Linked DNA regions of Mus musculus: all the other regions are linked to region 1. The links are chromatin contacts, called in public HiChIP or PLAC-seq maps. All regions are on one chromosome and are shown on one strand. Each heading gives the region's core, a stretch centred on a gene start, on an enhancer-like site or on the middle of the called end of the contact. The rest is flanking DNA. Distances are from core to core; before and after follow the strand shown. Region 1 holds the start of Uqcrfs1 (ubiquinol-cytochrome c reductase, Rieske iron-sulfur polypeptide 1). Region 2 has its middle 33 kb from the start of Irf4. Region 3 overlaps Agtr1a (angiotensin II receptor, type 1a).

Region 1 (4,537 bases), core at 735-3,234:
GCAATTAAGCTACGATGTAAAGTATGATTTCAGGAAAGGTTTTGGCTTTGTTTCTACATTGTCTGGTTTGGAAAATGCTTTCATGAAGCAGGCACACCACCAATTTTTATCAGAAACCTTTCGGCTATCTGACAAACTGAAGTAACGCTTTCACCTCTGCAATTTTCTCTTCCTCACTTCTTACCTACTGATCCCCTAACCCAAACAGACTCAGAACAAGGTAAGTTATTACACTTCTGTCCTGAAAAGTTTTTCAAAGACCCAATAGTGCCCCTTCACATTTACCCTGAAAAAAGATCTTGACTCAAATGTATACAAAACCTGATAATGGGAGACAAAAACTAAGGAGCTATTATTCTACCGCTTTAAACCAAGGCCAGAAGTCTCAACAATAGAGAGGAGAGTGTCAACATGCTATAATGACATCAAGATATCAGCAAAAGTAAACTTTGTAATCTGACCTGACATTAAGGTTAATGGCTAAAATAGAGATAAACAGCAAACCCAGTGGGGATCATTAAAAATCTGCAGGAAAAGCTAACCATGGTGGCTCTGGGAAGACAGTCAGGAAGACCTTGAGTCTGAGGACAGCCTAGGATACATAGTGAGACCCTGCCTCAAAGAGAGGCAGGACAGACAGACAGAGAGGCAGGATTAGAATGAATGCAGAGTGAAAAGCTGTCTAAGAAGGCAATTTGGTTGACATGTAGAAAGGTCATAAACTCAACCCCAAGCAGTGCCAAGTAGGTAATACACTGAACAATCATAGTATGTTACTTTGCTTGGTATAGAGGAGAAAGCTATATGGATGCGATCTTCATTCTTTTAAAGTGAATGATATTTCTAAACTCAATGGTCCCTGTGAACTTGAAATCAAGGTTTAATCTACTTGAAAAAGTGAAGAGTCAGTCAACTATCGGAGCAGAAACCAAACGAGCCCAGTGCAGCTTCCCACATTTCAGGAGACACCAGAAAGCTTTCTAGATTTTTAAGTCACAAGGGAATGTGAAGCAGACTTAGATAAACTAGGAAGAGACCGCACTGCATAGATTCCCACTGTGTGGGTCACTTCACCTCTGTTTTCTGTATTAAAAAAAAAAAAAAGTATCATTTCTGACTGCCTCGCCTTCACGACTAAGTAAGATTATGAAAGCCGTAGAGCCTGGTATCTGAAACCACTGCTGATCCCCTACAGTGGAACTGACAGGGCTGGTTTTGTGTCTATAGGGATGGGGCTGCTAGGGAGTTAAGATGCTGAAAAGCGACTGTACCAGTACACTGACAACTTCCTACATGGTTGTTTCAATTTCTATTTTGAACACTTATCGTCTAAACCGTACCAATGGCTTTACATAGAATTCTCTAGTGTAAGACTCACAACACCCCTACAAAGTTGTGGTAACATCGAGGAAACTTGCCCAAGGTCAAATTCCTGTAACTAACAGTATCTTAGCCATGATACAGGGAGGCCGATCTTAATCAAGAAAGTCAAGTGAAGCCTGAGGAGGGAACCCAGACTGACGTGCAGACCGGCTCCTGACTCCTGGGGGATGCAGCTACGGGAGCATCCCGTCACCGTGAGCCCGCCTGCTCCGGGGAGCGCTCGGCCTGCCAAGGTAGCCGCGGCCGGCCCACCACATCCCAGCACACCGCCCTCCGCCGCCGCAGGGAACGAGATCGGGGTACTCCGAAGCCGGCTCACCGTTCAGGCCCACCGTGGCCACCAAAGGCCGGGCTGCGGCCTGGCCACTCAGGGACTCGCGGCACAGGAAGGGTCGCTTCACATCCAGAACAGGTGGCTCCGAGGCGGCGGGCACCGCGCCTTGCAGCAGAGGACGCAGCGCGCCCGCCACCCCGCGGGAAGTGGCCGATAGGACGGGCGCGAACGGGCCCGAGCGGGCGGCGACCGACAACATGGCGACAGCTGCTCAAACCACCTCGTCGGTCACAGGGACGACCTTTCGTTCGAACGACGGCCCGAAGAGGAGCGGGAGGCGCAGGGTTTGTGACGTCAGCGCGACGCCGGAAAGGGCGTTTCGCAAGGTTGAGCGAATCGGGAGGGACGCCGCGTTGGGGGCGTGGCTTCGGGCGCAGGTTGGGGCCCGGGCAGGAAAGGGCAGGGCCTGGAGACACTCTGGTGTCTGACTCGGTCGCCCTGCCCCAGGAAAACCGAAGTCGGGAGGGATTTCTTGTGGTCGTGATTGAGATCCTTCATTTAGGGCAAAACCTTAAATCGGGGACGACCGAGGCATGAGAAAAAAAAAAACAACAGGCTACTACTACTTCCTAACGCCTATCACCTAGAATAAATACCAACCGCTTTTTGTCTTTTGCCAAGACGATTTTGATCTTCTTACAACAAAAGAGCCAGAAACCTATATGCAAGGTTTGACAAAAACAAAACAAAACAAAACAAAACAAAACGGTGGCTTACGATTATTCATGATCTACTACGCTTTTGATTTGGTAGTTTCCTTCGTTGTTCATTTGTAATTATGATCTTGATGAAATAACACTATTGATACCAGCATTTTACCAGTGAAGGACCTGGTCCTTAGACCCTTTGCTCTGCATAGATTGCCAGGAAGCAGTGGAGTATTGTAGACCCCTGAGGGGTTTTTGTTTGTTTGTTTGTTTGTTTGTTTCTGAACAAGTGGGGTTTCCCAAGTGATGTTCAGCAGTACAAAAGGGAGGGACTCTTACTCTCCTTCACATAGTGAGAAAACTGCCAACTTTCTAACTTCTCTTTCAGTTCTGACTACACCACTAACAAAGTCTCTGTGAGGTGCTAATAAACGTTAATCCCTCTTACACTTGAAAATCTCCACTTTTCCAAGTAGAACAAACCTTGATTTCAAGTTCACACAGACAATTGAGTTTAGAGATGGCATTCACTTTCAAAGAATGAAGTTCTCATCCATACAACTTTCTCTATACCAAATACTTCGTTTATTCTTTTAGGGTTTAAAAAGAAAAAACAGTAAAAAAAAAAAACTAAGAATTTAAGCACTGCACACTCTGGCATGATTGTGATATGATGCTTGTATAATACATGGACTCTAGGACCTTGGCTGGTTTCTAAACCTTTGGAATTGTAAAACAATGTAGTTGTGTTGTTTTAAGACACTATGTTTGTTATAGCAGCAATGTAAAACAACACCCAGGAGATCCGGGCCCTCACAGAGGAATGATTGCAGGTGTCCTTAGCCAGGGAGGATACTTGCTGCCTAGTCTGGGTCCTTTCTTGTCACTGTCACTTCATTCAGTTATGTTCTGAACAGGGACAGGACCTGGGATAACCCCAGAGAAGCATGCACTCCATGTAGATCTCACCTAAGGAACCAGGAGTGAATATCCACCATGGCAGAGATCAATCTAACCTTTTCTCTCTCAGCTGAATCTCCAGATGGAAGTCTTCACCCCAAACTGCCCCTGCCTGTGGCTCTGTCTCATGATGGAACCAAATCCCCAGCTAGATGCCAACTGCTGCTGGTGGTGCCAGTGCTTGACAAGAGATGGACCATGGAGCTTTCCAGATGCATATGACACCATATACATCTGAGCTGGCCCTGGACAGACAGCCTCAGCTGAGAAACCACCCAACAAGGACGAGCCAGGGCCAGGCATAGGTCTGTTCGTCATCAGTTTTTGAGGATGTCAGAGGCCAGTTCTCCTACAAGAGCCAGGATGGCCCATTGCATCTTACTGAAACGTTTTCAAGCTTTGGGCTTCAGACCTCTGACTTGGGTTCAGTTCACCTGCTTTTCAAAACTAACAGAAACCTGCTAAGTTCCTTTCCTACTGTTGCTATCTTGGTTGTGCTGCTATCACTAAATTTCTAAGACTAGTTAGTTACTTATATGTGTTTGCATTTGTGTCCTCTACACACCATGGCACAAGTGTCCCATCCTGTACATTTGGAGGTCAGGGGACACCTTGTGGGAGTCGGTCCTCTCCTATCTCACAGGTCTTGAGGATAGACCTCAGATAGACCATCCACCTTTACCTGCTGAACCATCTCACCAGCCATTTTCTTTAAAATTTCTTGAGACTGGATAATTTTCAAAGAATCAAAAAAAAAAAAAAAGCTTCTTATAGATCTGGAAACTGGAAGTCCACGATGAAGGGACCACCAGTAGGGAGAGTTGGCTGACCAGTACAACTCCCTTCTTCAAAGAAGGTGTCCTATTGCTGTGTTCTCTGTAGGAAGGATACTGTGTCCATACATGGTAGAAGATGAAGCAACACAAGGGAACAGGTTCCCTCAGTCAACTCCTCAAACCCTGACCTCCTAGTGATGTTGCTTTGGGATTAAATATTAAGACAGATTTTGTAGAGTGCAAATCACTCATGCTGAAGAAGCTGCCTATTGTCTGTCTGTCTGCCTTTGTTTTTCCTTTTTGAAAAGAAGACACTTTCAGTCTGATAACTTATTTTCTTATTCAAGGAAACAGAAATCTAAATAAACTAAAGCCCACGGAATTTTATCACCGGTCTAAGTTGGACCAGGACCCAGACCAAAGTGCAATTAGGCTCC
Region 2 (4,537 bases), core at 1,205-3,704, 240 kb after region 1:
CATGTCTCTGTGCAAAATGCCAACCCAACTTCCAAGACAGTGTGACAGTTTCTTAGAAAGTTAAATGTGTATTCTAGTCTGATCAGAATACTTTTACTATCAGGAATTTTACTAAGAAAAACAAGATCTTCACATATACACGCGTTGATGTTTCTTGTCTTTGGATATTTTGAAGCAGGCTGGCCTGAAACTCACAACCCTCCTGCCTTAGACTCCTGAGTGCCAGGAGGAGGGGGTACATAAACACACCTGGTCGCATGGACATGAACACACCTGGTCGCATGGATCCATCTTAAAGTGAATGAAGCTGGATTTCCAATGCATGACTTCATGGGTGTGGTGTTCTGGAAAGAGCCAAAGTTGGTAAGGATGGCAACGAGAGAACAGACTGGAGGATGCTGGCGTGGTGGTAGCTTGTCTCAAAGGGCATCAAGAGGATGCAAAACAAAACAAAACAAAACAACAACAACAACAAAAACCAAAACTGCACAGGGCTTGGTGGAGGCAGTGGCCAGCACTTACATAGCAGAAAAGTCACATTAGGAGGCTCACCCATCTTTCTTTCCTTCCTTCCTTCCTTCCTTCCTTCCTTCCTTCCTTCCTTCCTTCCTTCCTTCCTTCCTTCCTTCCCTCCTTCCTTCCTTCCTTCCTTCCTCCCTCCCTCCCTCCCTCCCTCCCTCCCTCCCTCCCTCCCTTCCTTTCTTCCTCGGTCCCTTCCTCCTTTCCTTTTTCCTTCCCTTCCCTTCCCTTCCCTTCCCTTCCCTTCCCTTCCCTTCCCTTCCCTTCCCTTCCCTTCCCTTCCCTTCCCTTCCCTTCCCTTCCCTTCCCTTTTCCCATTCCTTTCCTTTCCCTCTGACCCTCTCTCCCTCCCTCCTTCCCCCCTTCCTTCCTCTTTTCCTGTTTTCTTTCAGCCTACATCAAAAGTAAGCTTTTTCTAGTAGCATCAGAGCTAGGGGTGGGGAGAAAAAACCTTTTCCCTTCCAAGGGCAGCCATAGTATTCATTTTTCTAATAAAGTCCCTAGAAATTGCCAATCCTAAACTTACAAGGGAAAAACAAAAAAAATTGAGGAGAGATCACTGTGACAACTTGGGAACATCGACATTTAAAGGTCAAGAAAGGTAAGGACAGGCCGAACACAGACAGCCATCACCAAAAGTTCCATCAGTGTCACTCTCTCACCCCCCCCCCCACCACCACCACCCACCCATCAAACACAGTTTGCTGGTCTCTTCTGAGATACAGAAGCTGAGAACATATCCAATGTGAAGTCTTTCCTTGTTGGGGGCTGGGAATCCTGGTGGGAGCTGGATTACAAATGTGTTCTCCCCTTATCCTTCCCTCCTGACTCTACAACACCCCTTTATTTATTTTTTTTACAGAATCCTGATTCTCCTCAGGGCAACATCCTCTACTTGGTGTGTTGGTATGTAGGGAGAAGTTTCCACCTCTACAAAAGGGCATTAGGCTAGTGATACCTATCAGGTGGTGTACTGAGGGGCAGCAGGAAGGATGGGGGTTGGAGACCAACATCCCCCCAGCCTGTGTTATCTGCCTATGGTACTAATTCCTTTAGATTTCTCTTTCATTGGTTTCTCTCTTGTGAGACCATTGGAACTGTTTTCTCCCAGTTGAAACAGTCTGTCCGAGAGGGAGGCTCATTAAGACTTAAGAAGTAAACAATTTATAAGGTTCAGGAAGGGAAGAACTCACAAGTCTCAGGAAATTCTTGAACTTAAAAGTGGTTCAGGGCCCCCTCCCTAAGGCTACATAAGCAGTAGGAATTGTTGGAGAGAGGGCTCCCTACTTCAAGTTGTGCAGACAGTTGCAGGGGTGCAGTTTTTGTGAGTTGTCCCCCATGCTGGGGTGGCTTTTCAGAGGTGTGGCTGCCTTTGAATCACCCCTGACTCTGTAATAGCAAACTAGCCATACATGGGACTTTTTTTTTTTTTTTTTTTTTGGTTTGACACCCTCTATGGGAGTCCCCAGGAAAAGTTAGACAGTGTGGACAAATCCCCAAATCCCAGCACCTAAAGGCCTCCCACAGCCCCTGCAGCATGCTTACCATGGGCCAGGCTAAGTCCTTCAGTCACAGTTTTGCTTCACCCTTCATGACAACACCGGCTTCTGAGTGGCTTTGTGAGTGCCCAGCCCCAGAACCACACTTGAGTCCTGGGCAGCTGACCTCCTCCCTACCTGCACCTTGTGTGCTGGGATAGGCTATAATACCCCAGGGACCACCCACTGACTGGGGTTACATTTCACTGGTGAGTCACTGAGATAAGCCTAAAATAACCAAGAGCATAGTGAGAAAGAGCCCCGGCTTGGACTGGCCACAACTGCCTCTCAAAGAAAGGGGCAGAATCTCCAGACATGGCCAGTGTATTTAGGGAGAAGTCAGCTGGTCCTAGACATATGATTTGAGTAGACCTCAGATTGTGCCCAGGGAATAAACATTGTATCATCACAGTGAGAGTTGCATTGTTAGAAACAGTCACTTCGTTGTAGCGAGGATACACAGGGATCGTTTGTGTTTATTCTGCCCCTTCCTCACGAAGTGTGGTAACTGTGCATACCTTAGGCTGGGGAGTCCTGTGGCTGGGCCGGGCGGGGAAGACATACATGAAAAGGCTGTGGTCCTGGGGTCAGATAGAGGCAAGAGTGGCCAAGTGAAAAGGCTGAGCTCTGACTCATTTCAATGACTGCATTTTCATTCTCTGCTGATCAACTGTCAGCTTGTAAGGGGAAAACGCCCGGGTCACACACAGTTCTTCAGTTATTAGAAACGCTCTGTGGTTCCCCAGATCCTTGGCCATTGATACTGGCATGAACTGAAACACTAGAGGCTGTTTCCCTGCTAGCAGCCTCATTTGGTTTTGATTAGGTGAGCGAGTGAGGAGGGGAAAGACAGGAATCTCTATCAGCCCGAGGCACTGATGGGTGGAGGCTACAGAAGCTGCATCTCTGGCCCAGGGCTAGAATGCGGATATTCAGGAGATCAATACTCTCCGTTCTGCTACCTCTTCTCATGTGCTGGAACCTGCATCCTCTGTCGGGACCTGGAGTTGCGCTTCAACAGTCTCCTAGAGGGACGGCTTAGGCTGGGTCCCACTCATAGATGGGGAGACCCTCCAAGTAGAACCAGTGACTTCTGGCCACTGTCTCAGCTTGGCCCTGGCCTCAGCTCTGATTGGAAAATACCAGCTACGCTACAGATGTCTCCTGTGGTGATGCAGAAGACTGTCCATCCCTGGTTTCACCATCACACCTAAACCTCTTGCCACCGGCTGTCATGCCCCGCATGGTATTTGGCTGGTCTCCCCAGCAAGTGTTGTACAGGTTAAGAGAATGCATTGTGTCCTCTCTAGAAAGAGGTGAAGAGCATCAGGCTCTGGGCTGCATGTAGAGAATACAAGACGGAGGAAATGTGTGCTCCAACTTTTAAAATACATGTGTATTAAAATGTGTCCATCATCCTGGCCATTTTTAATTACTCAGTTTAGTGGCATTAAACCCAGCCAAGTGGCTGTGACTTTGTCACCACCATCCACCATCAGGACCTTTTCCTCTTTCCAAACTAAAGCTCTGCACTGGTTAAACCCAAACCCTCATCTCCCCCCCCCCCCCGACCCAGACCCCTGGCGAGTTCCATTCTTCCTTGCATTTCCACAAATTTAACTCCTCTAGCAGTTTCATATCAATGTTTCCCCTTTTTGACTGTCCTATAGCTTGGGTCACAAGGACCTCAAGTTTCATCCATGCTGTTATGTAGCATGGGCAAGAATTTCCTTCCTTTCATGGCCCAGTAGCATCCTACTGCTTGCTACATTTTGCTTATCAGTCTGGCCGCTGACCGATGTGTGTGTGTGTATGGCTTTCGTCTTTGGTTATTGTAAGTAATGCTGCTATGTACCTTTGGGAGGGGACCAGGGTGGCCATCACAGACTCCCGCCTGCAGCTTGTTTGGGTATGCCCTCAGCTGTAGTACATAGTAAGCCCACCTTTAATCCAGAGGAGTGGTTTTACTGTTCTCCAAGGCAGCTGCTCTGCTTGATAATCTCATCGTGACTGTGGATGCTGGTTTAAAAGTTACAGACAGGTGCAGCGGGGAGACTTTAACCAACCTGGGTTTCGAGGAGGTCCACATCCTCAGAAGGACAGGACAGGAGCACTTACCTTTAGTTTTTCTATCTTCTTCAGATCTCTACCTTATTAGCTAAAATTAAAGGTGGCATCTCGTTAGGGTAACGGCGCAAAACGTGAACCTGGCCACAGCAGCGCTCAGGGGCCTGTAATCACAGCCCTGCAGCCAGAGTGACTAGGCTTCCCTGCGCCAAGGGAGCAAAATGGTACTGTGAGAGTGTGTGGACCTGGCAGAAGCTGCGTGGCCCAGTGTTCCTTTAGGGCATGTTAGTGTTCTCTCTCTCTCTCTCTCTCTCTCTCTCTCTCTCTCTCTCTCTCTCTCTCTCTCTCTCTGCCTTTCTCTGCTTCTACTACCCTCTTAACTTCCCTTCTCATGCCCTGAATAAACTCTGTTT
Region 3 (4,537 bases), core at 1,428-3,927, 180 kb before region 1:
CTTGGTACTCCTAGTGCCCACACCTGGCAAGGACTGAGAAGCATTCTTACCAGGCAACCCATAGCTACTGCATTTCCCTAAGATCCAGAGAGGCCAACAAAAACCATGGAAACAAATCATGATGGCCTATTCTAGATGGCCTGGACACCAGCTCCCCCCACCCCCCCAAAAAAACCAGAATTACCCAAGACAACATGTCCCCAGCAGAAGCCAGCAACCCTGCCACAGCTGACCCTGAGAAATGCAATATAGCTGAAGCAAGACAAGGACTTAAAAATAGCCATTATGAATGTTCAAGGACCTTAAGGAGGATGTGAATAAGTCCATTACTGAAATCTATACACAAACAGTGTAATGAAGGGAAGAAAACAGTTCAAGACATGAAAGTAGAAATAGAATTGCTAAATAAAAACCCAAAGTGAGGTAAAACTGGAAATGAAAAATTGAGGAAGTCATACAAAACCCTCCCAGGTAAGCTTCAGCAACAGTGTGCACAAAGACATGGAAGAGAGAATCTCAGGCATTGAAGACATGGTAGAGGAAATGTATGGCTCGGTCAAGGAAAATGAGAACTCTGAAAAAAAATCCAAGCACAAAACAGGAAAGCTGAGACACAATGAACAGAGTAAATCTAAGAATAATAGGAATGGAGAAAGGAGAAGAAACCCAGGTCAAAACCACAAGATAAACAAACAAACAAACAATAGAAGAAAATTTCCCTAACCTAAAACAAGAGGTGTCAGTGAAGGTACAAGAAGCATTGTTCCTGTCTGAGAGAACTGCAAGGACAAAAATGGAGAAGAGACTGAAGGAAAGGTGGTTCAATGACCAGCTTCACTTGAGATCCATCTCATGGGGCAGAATGGGGTGGGGTAGGGTGGCACCAAGGCCTGACACTATTACTGATGCTATGATGTGCGTACAGACTAGCATGACTGTCCTCTGATAGGCCCTACCCTTATCAACAGCTAACTGAGACAGATGCAGATACTTATACCCAACCATTGTACTGGAGTCAGGGACCCCTATGATTGAATTAGGAGAAGGATTGAAGAAGTTGAAGGAAAGGGTGACCCCATAGAAAGACCAGCAGTCTCAACTAACCTGGACCCCAGGGAGCTCCCAGAGACTAAGCCACCAACCAGGGAGCATACACAGTTGGGGTGGTCCAAGGCCCCCATCCCAACTCCGGGCAGATATGTAGCAGAGGACTACCTGGTCTGACCTCAGTGGGAGAAGATTTGCCTAACCCTGGAGAGACTTGAGGCTCCAGGGAAGGGGGAGGTCTGGTGGAGGTAGCATTCTTTTGGAGGCAAGGAAGAGGAGGAATAGGATGAGGAATCTTGGGAGGGGGAGCCCCGGGGCTGGGGGGGGGGGGGGCAACGGCTGGATAATGTAAATAAATAAACAAACAAATACAGCATAGAAAGTAGCAAATAGACTGGACCAGAAAAGAAAAATCTGGTCCTTTCTGGAATCTCAAAGAGACACATCTGAAGACACACTAAGATAAATGGGGAAATTATCCTCATAATGAGATACAGAGCTCAGAAACCCCTCCATTGTGGGTACAGACTCTCTGTGTTAAACCTGCCCTAAACTCTGAGGTCTCACACTGAACATGAAGTCTTTTCATTTTCCTCTTTCTGGCTCCCTGTTTCAGACACTAATGACAGTCCTATGTGCTTGTTCTGCCATTTCTCCCAGGGATACCCTTTAGCCCAGGAAACTCTCTCAGACCTCCATGCTGATTCCACCTGCTTGTTTGACTCTAACTAAAAAACCCCGGCTTTCTATCCTCATCTTTCTGTCTTCTGTCTTCCAGAAGCTTCCAAGGTCCCTAGCTTGTGCGAGGATAGTTGTTTTTCCTCCCATACTCTAATAAAATTGCCCTCTGGGTTCCTTCTGGGTCTGTTTTTAAATCTGAGAGTAAGACCCTGCAGAGGGGACTCTGTGTTCCCTGATAGCATGGTCTCTCGTTGAAGAGACGTTTATCATCTGCCCCCCACCCCCACCCCAGACTATCGCAGGGCTTACAGTAGTAAACAAGATGATTCAGAACAGGCCTCTTCTCCAGCAGCTGGCAGACCAATGGGGAAAACAAATATGTCAAGATGATTAAAGTGTCAAGAGCTATAACCAACGTTCCAGAGCTATGTAGAGAGGTTGGGAAAGCTTCGCAGAGAATGGGGCATGCAGAGCGGACAGTGTTTGTGTGTGGATTCTAATGGCTCTGCAATCGACAGAAGAGAAGGGTTCAGGGTGTATAGGTTTCGTGAGAGGGACAAGGAAATGAAGTAGGAATGTTGGGGCATCTTTTTTAGGACAAAGGAGCCTTTCTTGGAGCCTAGTGGCCTGGGAAATTGATGGCCACCAAAAGCTGCCCTGAGCCAGTGGCTTCTGGGTTCATGTTCTGAGAATTGAAAGAACCGAAGTTCCCAGATGACAGGGGAAGAGTTTTTTATAGTGTCACAGGTGGGGGTGTGTTGGAAAAGAATAGCCCTATATTCCTAGTGTTGGACAAAGGGACACAGGCGCAAAGAGAAAGTAACTTGTCAAGGCAATCTACTTTTGAAAAAGGTTTCTTAACAATCCAAACCAAGGGAGCACAAAGAGGTGGGGGAGAGGTCACATAGTGTTTATCCTATCACAGGGTGGTGACTGTTTGTCACCCTCTTGGTGGGAGCTTGACCTAATAAACTGACACAATTGGATAATTCAGAATTGGAGCGAAAGGGAAGGGTGTGATAGAGTCAAGTCTCAGGAATGCCTGGCATCCAGGACTTGGGCAAACAGACAAAGATGGAAGAGTTTCTCAAGCCGAGAGAGGTTAACAGAGAATACTAGCCCTCAGTGGGCTAGCCATCTTTAGTGGAAAAGTAAAACAACAAAACCCCATTTTTCTCACAGTAGTCACTGGATTTAGGGGGTCATGGTTTGTGCAGAACCAGCCAAGTTCTGCCATTTATCCTCAATAAGTCAACAAAAGGAGCCAAACTAAAGGTAAAACTGAAAAAGGGGATTCATTCAATGTAGCCTCAGGGACAAAGAGATCCAGTGACCCTTCTGGAGTCCATCTTCAGGATCCTAACCTGAAGAGTAGAATTTCATCGAAAACAAGAGATAAGTATATGCCAGAGTGTGGTCCCATGCCCACTGCTATCGATGTCTCAGCCTCAGCCTCAAGTCTCGCCTGTGAGGGAAGTCTTTCTCCAGGACACTTGCTTCCACTCACAGCAGGAAATTCCTGGGGGGAAAATTGTAATTTTTTTTTTACTTCATTTTTTTTTCAGTAGTCAGGTAGCCAAAGAGAGAAGCATACAGAATATGTATGTTCATTCCCACCAGATAGGCCAATTACAGGAGCTGAAAAAGAAGACAGCCATGCTATTTGGGTGAACATGAAGGTCAGCCCAAGTGACAGACAAGAAGTTCCATAATAAGTGTGGGAGGAAGAGTGCAGAAGCCCAGGGCACTAGATAGAGACTCCTTGAGTTCTGGATAGCACCCAAAAGAAAGGCAGAAAAGCAAGAAGAGGCAAAGGTATGCCTACTGGAGTCAGGACTCAATAGATAAGATAGACAGACCCCACAGAACCCCAGACTCTCCTGGACTGCCCCAGAAGGCAGGAATCCTGGGAAGAAAACTTCTCATTCTGGAGATGAACGTTCTTTCCTCCTGTCTCTTTACGCTTCTGGGGGAATCTGCATTCCTAGGGGTGGTCCTGCTTTCTTGGGTTAACCAGGTGACTGACCCTCCCACTGCATTAGTGTTTTTGTTTTGGGATTCCTTGGAATGTCAGGACTCTACCAAGGTCAGAGAAACAGCTTTCCTAATTGGCCCTCACTGAGCCCTAATCAGGGCTACTTAACAATAACGGGGCTGGAAACTAACCACTCAGATAGGGACTGTAACTTCTTCACCTGCAGAAAGAAGGCTAAAAGAAGGTTGTGGGAAGCCGCCCCCACATTCGCCGTCACAAGATGGCGCTGACATCCTGTGTTCTAAGTTGGTAAACAAATAATCTGCGCATGAGCCAAGGGTATTTACGACTACTTGTACTCTGTTTTTCCCGTGAACGTCAGCTCGGCCATGGGCTGCAGCCAATCAGGGAGTGATGCGTCCTAGGCAATTGTTGTTCTCTTTTAAATAGAAGGGGTTTCGTTTTTCTCTCTCTCTTGCTTCTTACACTCTGGCCCCCAAAAAGATGTAAGCAATAAAGCTTTGCCGTAGAAGATTCTGGTTGTTGTGTTCTTCCTGGCCGGTCGTGAGAACGCGACGAATAACAATTGGTGCCGAATTCCGGGACGAGAAAAAACTCCGGACTGGCGCAGGAGGGATACTTCATTTCAGAACCAGAACTGCGGATCACGTTTATAAAGGTTCCCGTAACACAGACTGTTGAGAAGGATTCAACTGCCGAATTCAGAACTCATCAGCTGGGGAACGACGGTGATAAAGGTTCCCGTAAAGCAGACTGTTAAGAAGGATTCAACTGTATGAATTCAGAACTTTTCAGCTGGGGAACGAGAGTACC

What was found. HiChIP or PLAC-seq counts read pairs in DNA pulled down with a chosen protein or histone mark.
Region 2: a contact with region 1 is called in a FOXA1 HiChIP or PLAC-seq map of pancreatic cancer cells. The contact joins the enhancer-like site here to the promoter of Uqcrfs1 in region 1. A contact is called at or near these places in 1 of 39 promoter capture datasets (hippocampal neurons), 1 of 15 datasets of contacts at CTCF or cohesin (CD8 T cells), 2 of 484 Hi-C or Micro-C datasets (bone marrow-derived macrophages and nephron progenitors), 7 of 115 datasets of contacts at active chromatin or transcription factors (CD8 T cells, the SCID.adh cell line, bone marrow-derived macrophages and 3 more) and 2 of 9 other capture datasets (adipose tissue and liver).
Region 3: a contact with region 1 is called in a FOXA1 HiChIP or PLAC-seq map of pancreatic cancer cells. The contact joins the enhancer-like site here to the promoter of Uqcrfs1 in region 1. A contact is called at or near these places in 5 of 39 promoter capture datasets (the 3T3-L1 cell line, embryonic stem cells, liver and 1 more), 23 of 484 Hi-C or Micro-C datasets (the AML12 cell line, the AtT-20 cell line, the C2C12 cell line and 12 more), 6 of 115 datasets of contacts at active chromatin or transcription factors (the SCID.adh cell line, epiblast stem cells, fibro-adipogenic progenitors and 3 more) and 1 of 9 other capture datasets (embryonic stem cells).

The regions. Positions count from the first base shown.
Region 1 is chr13:30,543,332-30,547,868 of GRCm38.p6, forward strand. Uqcrfs1 (ubiquinol-cytochrome c reductase, Rieske iron-sulfur polypeptide 1) reads right to left here and starts at 1,985. Exons shown (of 2, transcript NM_025710.2): 1 at 1,703-1,985. The coding sequence starts at 1,916.
Region 2 is chr13:30,779,872-30,784,408 of GRCm38.p6, forward strand. No RefSeq gene overlaps it. Among named protein-coding and RNA genes, the nearest start is that of Irf4, 33 kb to the left of the region's middle. Within about 2 kb of position 2,455, at least 49 of the 459 cell types and tissues checked have an H3K27ac peak or open chromatin away from gene starts, as enhancers often do. A contact at or near this core is called in pancreatic cancer cells, where this site is marked.
Region 3 is chr13:30,366,179-30,370,715 of GRCm38.p6, forward strand. All of the region lies in intron 2 of Agtr1a (angiotensin II receptor, type 1a), which reads left to right. Among named protein-coding and RNA genes, the nearest start is that of Agtr1a, 32 kb to the left of the region's middle. Within about 2 kb of position 2,678, at least 23 of the 459 cell types and tissues checked have an H3K27ac peak or open chromatin away from gene starts, as enhancers often do. A contact at or near this core is called in brown adipocytes, embryonic fibroblasts, pancreatic cancer cells and 1 more, where this site is marked.